Regions from separate parts of the Arabidopsis thaliana genome. Here region 2 is linked to region 1. A link is a contact called in public ChIA-PET data. All regions are on one chromosome and are shown on one strand. The core of a region is the stretch at or near the end of the contact, and the rest is flanking DNA. Distances in the headings are between cores, read along the strand shown.

Region 1 (3,152 bases), core at 235-2,734:
TCTAGGAGCAAGCGGAGAGAATCTTCTAGAGAGAAGAGAAGTAGCCACAAGAAGCACTCAAAGCATCGCAGGACCAAGAAGTCTTCTTCTTCACGGTATAGCTCAGACGAAGAACAAAAAGAGTCAAGGCGGGAGAAGAAGAGGCGACGAGACTGAAACTTAATCAAAGCTGTTGACTGACTAAAACTGGAGAGAAATCAGAGCACTTGCATAGATTTTTGTGTGAACATTGAAATAACGTAGTTTTGGGGTATGCCATGAATGATGCTCTGCACTGTCTCGAGATGGTCAGGTTAGATAGCAAATGATGAGCTTGTTGTTGGGTTCATTGCTTCGTCTGAGGTAGAGAGATACTGTCATGTCCTTCATTTATATATTGGTAACAAATTAGATTATGCGTTTGAAATTTTTTCGATATAAGGGTTTCTACAAGAAATTCACAAATAAGAGTGTTATCTTAAAATCATTGATTAAATAGTACATAATTATGTTTAAAATTCCAAATATCTCAAAGCTAATAAACCAAATATCTAAACACTCTCAAATCCTACAAACTAAAGTGAACTTGCTACAACACTATGATTATTGCTTGAATCCAAAACGGCACGAGCGGTTTCCAAAACGTTTTGACCGCAAACGTAATGACTCCTACACACAGGCATATAAACTTCAGCACCACCGATCAACTCCGTCTCTTTCTCCTCCGTCTTCCTCATCGTAAACAAAGCTCTCTTCCCACAAACCTCACACCGTGACGTCAGCTTCGTAACCGTATCCGCAATCGGAATCAAATCAAGAACCGAACCAAACCTCCTCCTCATAAAATCACCATCCAATCCAGCAACAATTACAGTTTTACCCTCTTTATCAGCAGCTTCACGGCAAAACTCGTAAAGATCTCCGAAGAATTGAGCTTCGTCGATTCCAATCACATCTAATCGATTCTCGTAGTCGTCGAATCCGAATCTCTCTTTGAAGGACGAGAGATCGGGGAGTGACCAGCAAGGGTATTTCTCACCGTCGTGAGTAACTATTGATTCGGTGCAGTATCTTGTGTCTTTGTTGGATTTGATGATTGCGATTCTTTTACCGGTTTCTCTTTCGGCGAGTATACGGCGGAGAAGTGTTGTTGTTTTACCGGAGAACATTGGACCGACTACGACGTGGATTTCGCCGGGAGATGAGGAGGAGAGCGGCTGAGATGATGATGATGATGTTACCCTCGTCGCTTTCGTTTGTAGCTTTCTGGTGGAAATGGTGGAAGGAGGTGAATTTGTGGGGGTTATGTTGTTGATTGAGAAGGAGAAGCGAAGAGCGGTGGAGAAGAGAGAGGGTTTATGGAGATGAAGAGAGAAGGGAGCAAGAGATGGTGAGATTAATGTTCTCATCGAAACACCAAACATTTGATAATTACAGAGGAATGGAGGAGGAGGAAGAAGAAGAAGCCGCAAGGAATTAGGGTTTATTGGGAAAAGGGGTCTATTGGAACGACTCTTTGAATTTTTTTGTATTAATGGGTAGCTAGTTTTGGAGTGATTTTTGAACAGATTTCTTTACATATTATTTTAAAAATAAATATTTTGATTATCAATTCAAGCTAGTTTCATGACAAAGAAATAGTATTAGATCGAAATTTTTATTATAATTTTTTTTTTTATAGTGTTTCGATGAGAACATTAATCTCACTATCTTGAATGTGATGAGATTAAATCATTCAAGCTGTTTTTTTTGGTGCTTCAATGTGATGAGTAATCTTGTTATTATAATTTTTTTTTGATGTTTTGTTCGATGATTCTTATTTTTATTGTTATGAATACTTTTACCGTAATATTTAACTTATTTTTTTCTTTAGTGATGAAAATTGCACTAATATATAATTTACTGTTAAATCTTGTTTCTTCGTACTTTTTTTAGAAAATGACTCACATATCTGTTTATGTAATAATTTTTGTGGTATAGTCTTGTATAACTTTAACATTAATTCTAACTTCCATATAATAGAATGATTTTTAGAAGGAAAAAGATATATATGATTTATTGTTATTTATTTGACAAAAAGTCTTGTTTTTTTTTTTGTTTTTTTTTGTTTTTAGCTTATGGTTAAAGAGTTAGGTTTTGGTAAAGTCTATTGTTTATCTTTTGTAATGCGTAGGTAAATTTTGGTGATATTTGATAAATTTTAACAAAAAAAGTGAAAATTATAGAGTTGATAAATTTTGGTGATATTTGATAAATTTTAACAAAAAGAAGTGAAAATTATATAAAAATGAAAAGAAGTAGAAAAGAAGAGAAAAACTAGAGTGAGAATCATTAGACTGTCAATCATAGAGTTGGATTTTTTATTGACCAAAAAGTACAAAAGACGAGGATGAGAGAAAATTATGTAATGTACGGTAAAACGGTGAGTCATCAGATTCCTCTTTTTCAAATTTCATTGATTCCAATTGAAAAATCTCCTCTCCTTCCACTTATTTCTCACATGCATTCTCTCTATATATATGAGCAGCTCCTAGTTTTATAACTCTGCATCTATCCACCTCTCTCTGTAAATTTATCTAAATGTTTCTTTTAATCTTTTTGAGATTAATAATGATTTGTGTTTGTTCATCAACCGATTTTCTCAGATCTGTCAATTATTTTTGTTTATTTATTTATGATTTATGAATGAGGAAAGAGTGAAGTCGCTGGAGGCAGCGGTTCATCGATCAATTCCTGTGAATATTTATTTTTGTTTACAAAAGCAAGAATCGATCGATAAACCTCTGCATCCAGCGCTGCTTGCTCTTCATGACTTTTGTTTAATTGATATCTATTTGAGTATTGCTGAGAAGCAGGACAATGGATTCGATAAAGTCTTCTCAGCTGCTGAAACTAAATATTTAAAATTTATCCCAAATCTAATTCAAAGTATTCATCTTTTAGCTGTTGAGATAGTGAGGGAAAACAAAATTCTTGTATATGAAAAAAGGATAAAATGAAATTGTTTGTTTGTTATTGTTTTGGGTAACAGATCAATTATCATATGTGTTTTTGTTTGTAGTCATGTCTTCATAATTGACTCATATTCTTAAATCTTACAACTTCAGTTTTGTCTTAACTTTTTTTTTTTATTGATCTGTTTTTTAACAATGGTCCTGAATTCTGATGATGCA
Region 2 (3,152 bases), core at 295-2,794, 36 kb before region 1:
TGGTTGCCAGTAAGGCTGCAATATACCAATACTATGGTGAATGACAGTCTAAAGAGCACGCAAACCACACACAAGAACAAAGAGAGGGATTGGTAGTCCCTTGTAAGACACATAATACCGTTTACTTAGACAAAGTACTTTTTAATCAAAATCAAAATCAGCAATAAGACTGAGCCTAAGCAAGTGCTAAAACTTCACCTAGCTATGTCATAAAAAGGACTAAGAGTTCAAAAGCAAACCACAAGTATAAATGTATTTCTTCATAGCCTTAATTGAGTCTCACCTGCCCAGGCTCCCATGTCAGAAAGAAGTTACCACGGCTCGAAACAGCGACATATCTTCCATCAGGTGAACGATTAACAGCACTGAAAGTTCCCGTGTAGTAACTAGCACCACTGATTCCACTGGATACTGTTCTGCAAGACCATAGGAAATACTGAATTAAGGTCTACTCTTTGATCTCTATTGAATCTGGATGGAAAAGACAATGCCAATTCCCTAGTATAAACCAAAGAGAGGGTAACGAACCTGTTCAAGGTAGCTGAAACAGTTTCCTGAATAGCAGCTTTCCAGTTATATCCCCTGTTTGAAGTAACATAAATAGCACCTTCATCAGTAACCATCTCTGCACTCTTATCTTCTGTCGCTTTTATAAACACCTACAACAACATTTGTAACAAACACATTCTCATAAACAAAAACAACAACAATAGAAATCTCTGAAAACACCAGAAGAAACAAGATATAATACCATATCTCCAGGAAGCTGAGAACTTAGAGGAATCCTATCCCAATTCTCTCCAGCATCAGCAGTGTACAATAAAATCGCAGGTTTGCCAATAATCCATCCTTCTTTGCCTTTAAAGCTAATCGAATTGAATCTATAATTGAAATCTTCTTCTTCAGCTGAAGGAATCGAACGTGGATTCCAAGTGCTTCCACCATCTTTAGTCTCTAACAAAGTCTGTCTCGTTCCAAGTAAAAACCCTAATTGACATTTCAAGCAAGAATCAGTAAGTAAAACAATTTCGAACTTAAGAACGGAAAATTAAAGAAGAAGAAGAAGGAGTAATTACCTCGGCTAGGTTCGTCGGGGACGAAAGCAATGTCGAGAAGAACAACACCGGGATCGATTGGGAGAAACACTCTTTCCCATTCGGATAACTGTTCATCAGCTCTCGCTGGTCCAACAATGGAAGAAAGCGAGAGTGATACAGCTGCCGATTGGTACAGAAGCTCCCGCCGACTGAAAGATAAGGATGAAGAGGACGATGATGGTGATGGAGATGGAGGAGGAGAAGATGAGGCTTTAGGGATTAGGCGATGAGAAATGCGTTGAGAGAGGAATCGAGGAGAAACAGAGGGCTTGAAGAGAAGATAACCGTCGCAGAGTTGCAGAGACGCCATTGATGTGTGTAAATGTTCTTCGATCTCTCTCACTCTCTTCTCTTTCTCTCTCCCGCCTCGAGAATACATATCCTTTTGCTGTGGTTATCTAACGTCTACGTAGTGTACACGTGTCGTTTTATTATTGGTGTAATTGTTTCTAACAATCATATTTTAATTTACCTTTACTTCCAAGTTTTGAGTATATAAACTCAAATGTAATTATTTTCACGTTGATAGGGTTTTCTCTCTCTTCTCTCTCCTCATCTTTCAGAGAGTTTCAGCTTTTTTGGCCAGCAATGACTGGCTTTATCAGCAGTGTTTGGTCGGCTTCTACTCCGGCATCGCTGGCTTCCTTAGAAGCGTTGGCTGGCTCAGCTTCCGGCATCGACCGGCTACTTTTAGCGGTGGTGGCTGGCTTATCTCCCGAGAGCAAGATACCCTCTTTCTTGTTTCGTCGGGCTTTTCTCCGGCGTCTTTAGCCGGTTTTTTCTCCGGTTTTTTGACCGGATTTAGATTTGATTTGTTTTTTTTTTATCTTCTGCTTGTAGTTCAAAGATTGATGAACCCTAAGAGTTAAAAAGATGTTGATTGAAGAAGAAGAGGAAGAAAAAGAAAAAGAAGAAGAAGAAGATTTGCACTTCGTGGAGTCAAATTCTCGTCCAAGCTACAACTGAAATTTCGCCATTAATCTTTTGAGCGACGAGTGAGCTATGCCAATTAAACAAGTTTTCCGGTGTTTCGGCCGGAATTGAAGCTTCTGACGGCGACTCCCTTCTCTTCCAGTTCCTATGTGTCCTTCAAAATGTTTCCCACTGACACGTGTTTTCTATGCGGCGCACAACAATCATTTGTTCTCTTCCTTCAGTTTAGGGTTTATTCATTTGGGCTTTTGGGCTGTTTTTTTTTTTTTTCTTTGGGCTTGTTTATTTTAGTCTTTGTGAATTATTGGCCTGTTACTTTTGGCTCTATAATATCAATAAAACACACTTGTGACAAAAAAAAAAAAACTCAAATGTAATCATCTAAATTTACTAAAATATTTTCCTCCTTGATTTTCTTCCTTTCTCCCTGGTCATTCTCAAATTTTTAACTACTCAATCCTTTTGAGTCATACTTTCATCTTCATCATTTTCACTGTGATGAATCCATGTGACATTTTTTCCATTATCATACATAATCCAAAAGTCTCTCCTTTGCTAACATCTTTTTCTTTTAGCATTATATGCATCACTAAGAAAAGATAAGAAATAAAAGATTGAACGCTAAAGGTTCAGACATTCATCTTTGTCCGTAATTCATCTTGAATCGAGAAAGTAATAAGATGATTAAAATTAATCATTACAAAATTTGCACAATTCATAGTCTAGTAAATCTAAGTATGTCTACAAAGCTCTTATGAGTAGGAAGAACAAATCATACGAAGCAAGACTTGATATGACTCCAATGAACAGATTAAAAATCCAGAAAAATAGTTTGAAATAATTTACTTATTTATGATATGAAAAGGTTGCCAACTTAGTTTTAAATTATGAAAAGGAAATTCACAAAGGAATACAGTAAAACTTCTATAAATTAATAATGTCGGGAACGTGAAATTTTATTAATTTATAGAGATATTAATTTGTTGAATTATTAATTTATAGAGAGATTTGGTTAATTTGTAATTTTTTTTAACTTTCCTATATGAAAAGAAGTTTTATTTGTCATAACCAACATCTTTTTAGATACAAATACAAGTAAAAGAACATATTCTCTTTTTTTAA

The links. ChIA-PET counts read pairs in DNA pulled down with a chosen protein or histone mark.
Region 2: an H3K4me3 ChIA-PET map of shoot shows a contact between it and region 1, with 14 read pairs. The contact joins the promoter of HCF136 here to the promoter of TK1b in region 1. A contact is called at or near these places in 19 of 26 Hi-C or Micro-C datasets (callus, cotyledon, flower and 6 more) and 2 of 2 datasets of contacts at active chromatin or transcription factors (seedling and shoot).

What each region holds. Positions count from the first base shown.
Region 1 is chr5:7,740,230-7,743,381 of TAIR10.1, reverse strand. TK1b (Thymidine kinase) reads right to left here and starts at 1,484. Exons shown (of 1, transcript NM_122213.4): 1 at 404-1,484. The coding sequence starts at 1,403. The coding sequence ends at 555. TGH (SWAP (Suppressor-of-White-APricot)/surp domain-containing protein) reads left to right here. Exons shown (of 16, transcript NM_122214.4): 16 at 1-442. The coding sequence ends at 156. MIR162b (a microRNA gene) reads left to right here and starts at 2,674; the gene lies at 2,674-2,784.
Region 2 is chr5:7,776,409-7,779,560 of TAIR10.1, reverse strand. HCF136 (photosystem II stability/assembly factor, chloroplast (HCF136)) reads right to left here and starts at 1,544. Exons shown (of 8, transcript NM_001343790.1): 1 at 1,077-1,544; 2 at 752-987; 3 at 529-659; 4 at 284-416; 5 at 1-15. The coding sequence starts at 1,476. AT5G23115 reads left to right here and starts at 1,938. Exons shown (of 1, transcript NM_001349601.1): 1 at 1,938-1,966. The coding sequence starts at 1,949. The coding sequence ends at 1,966.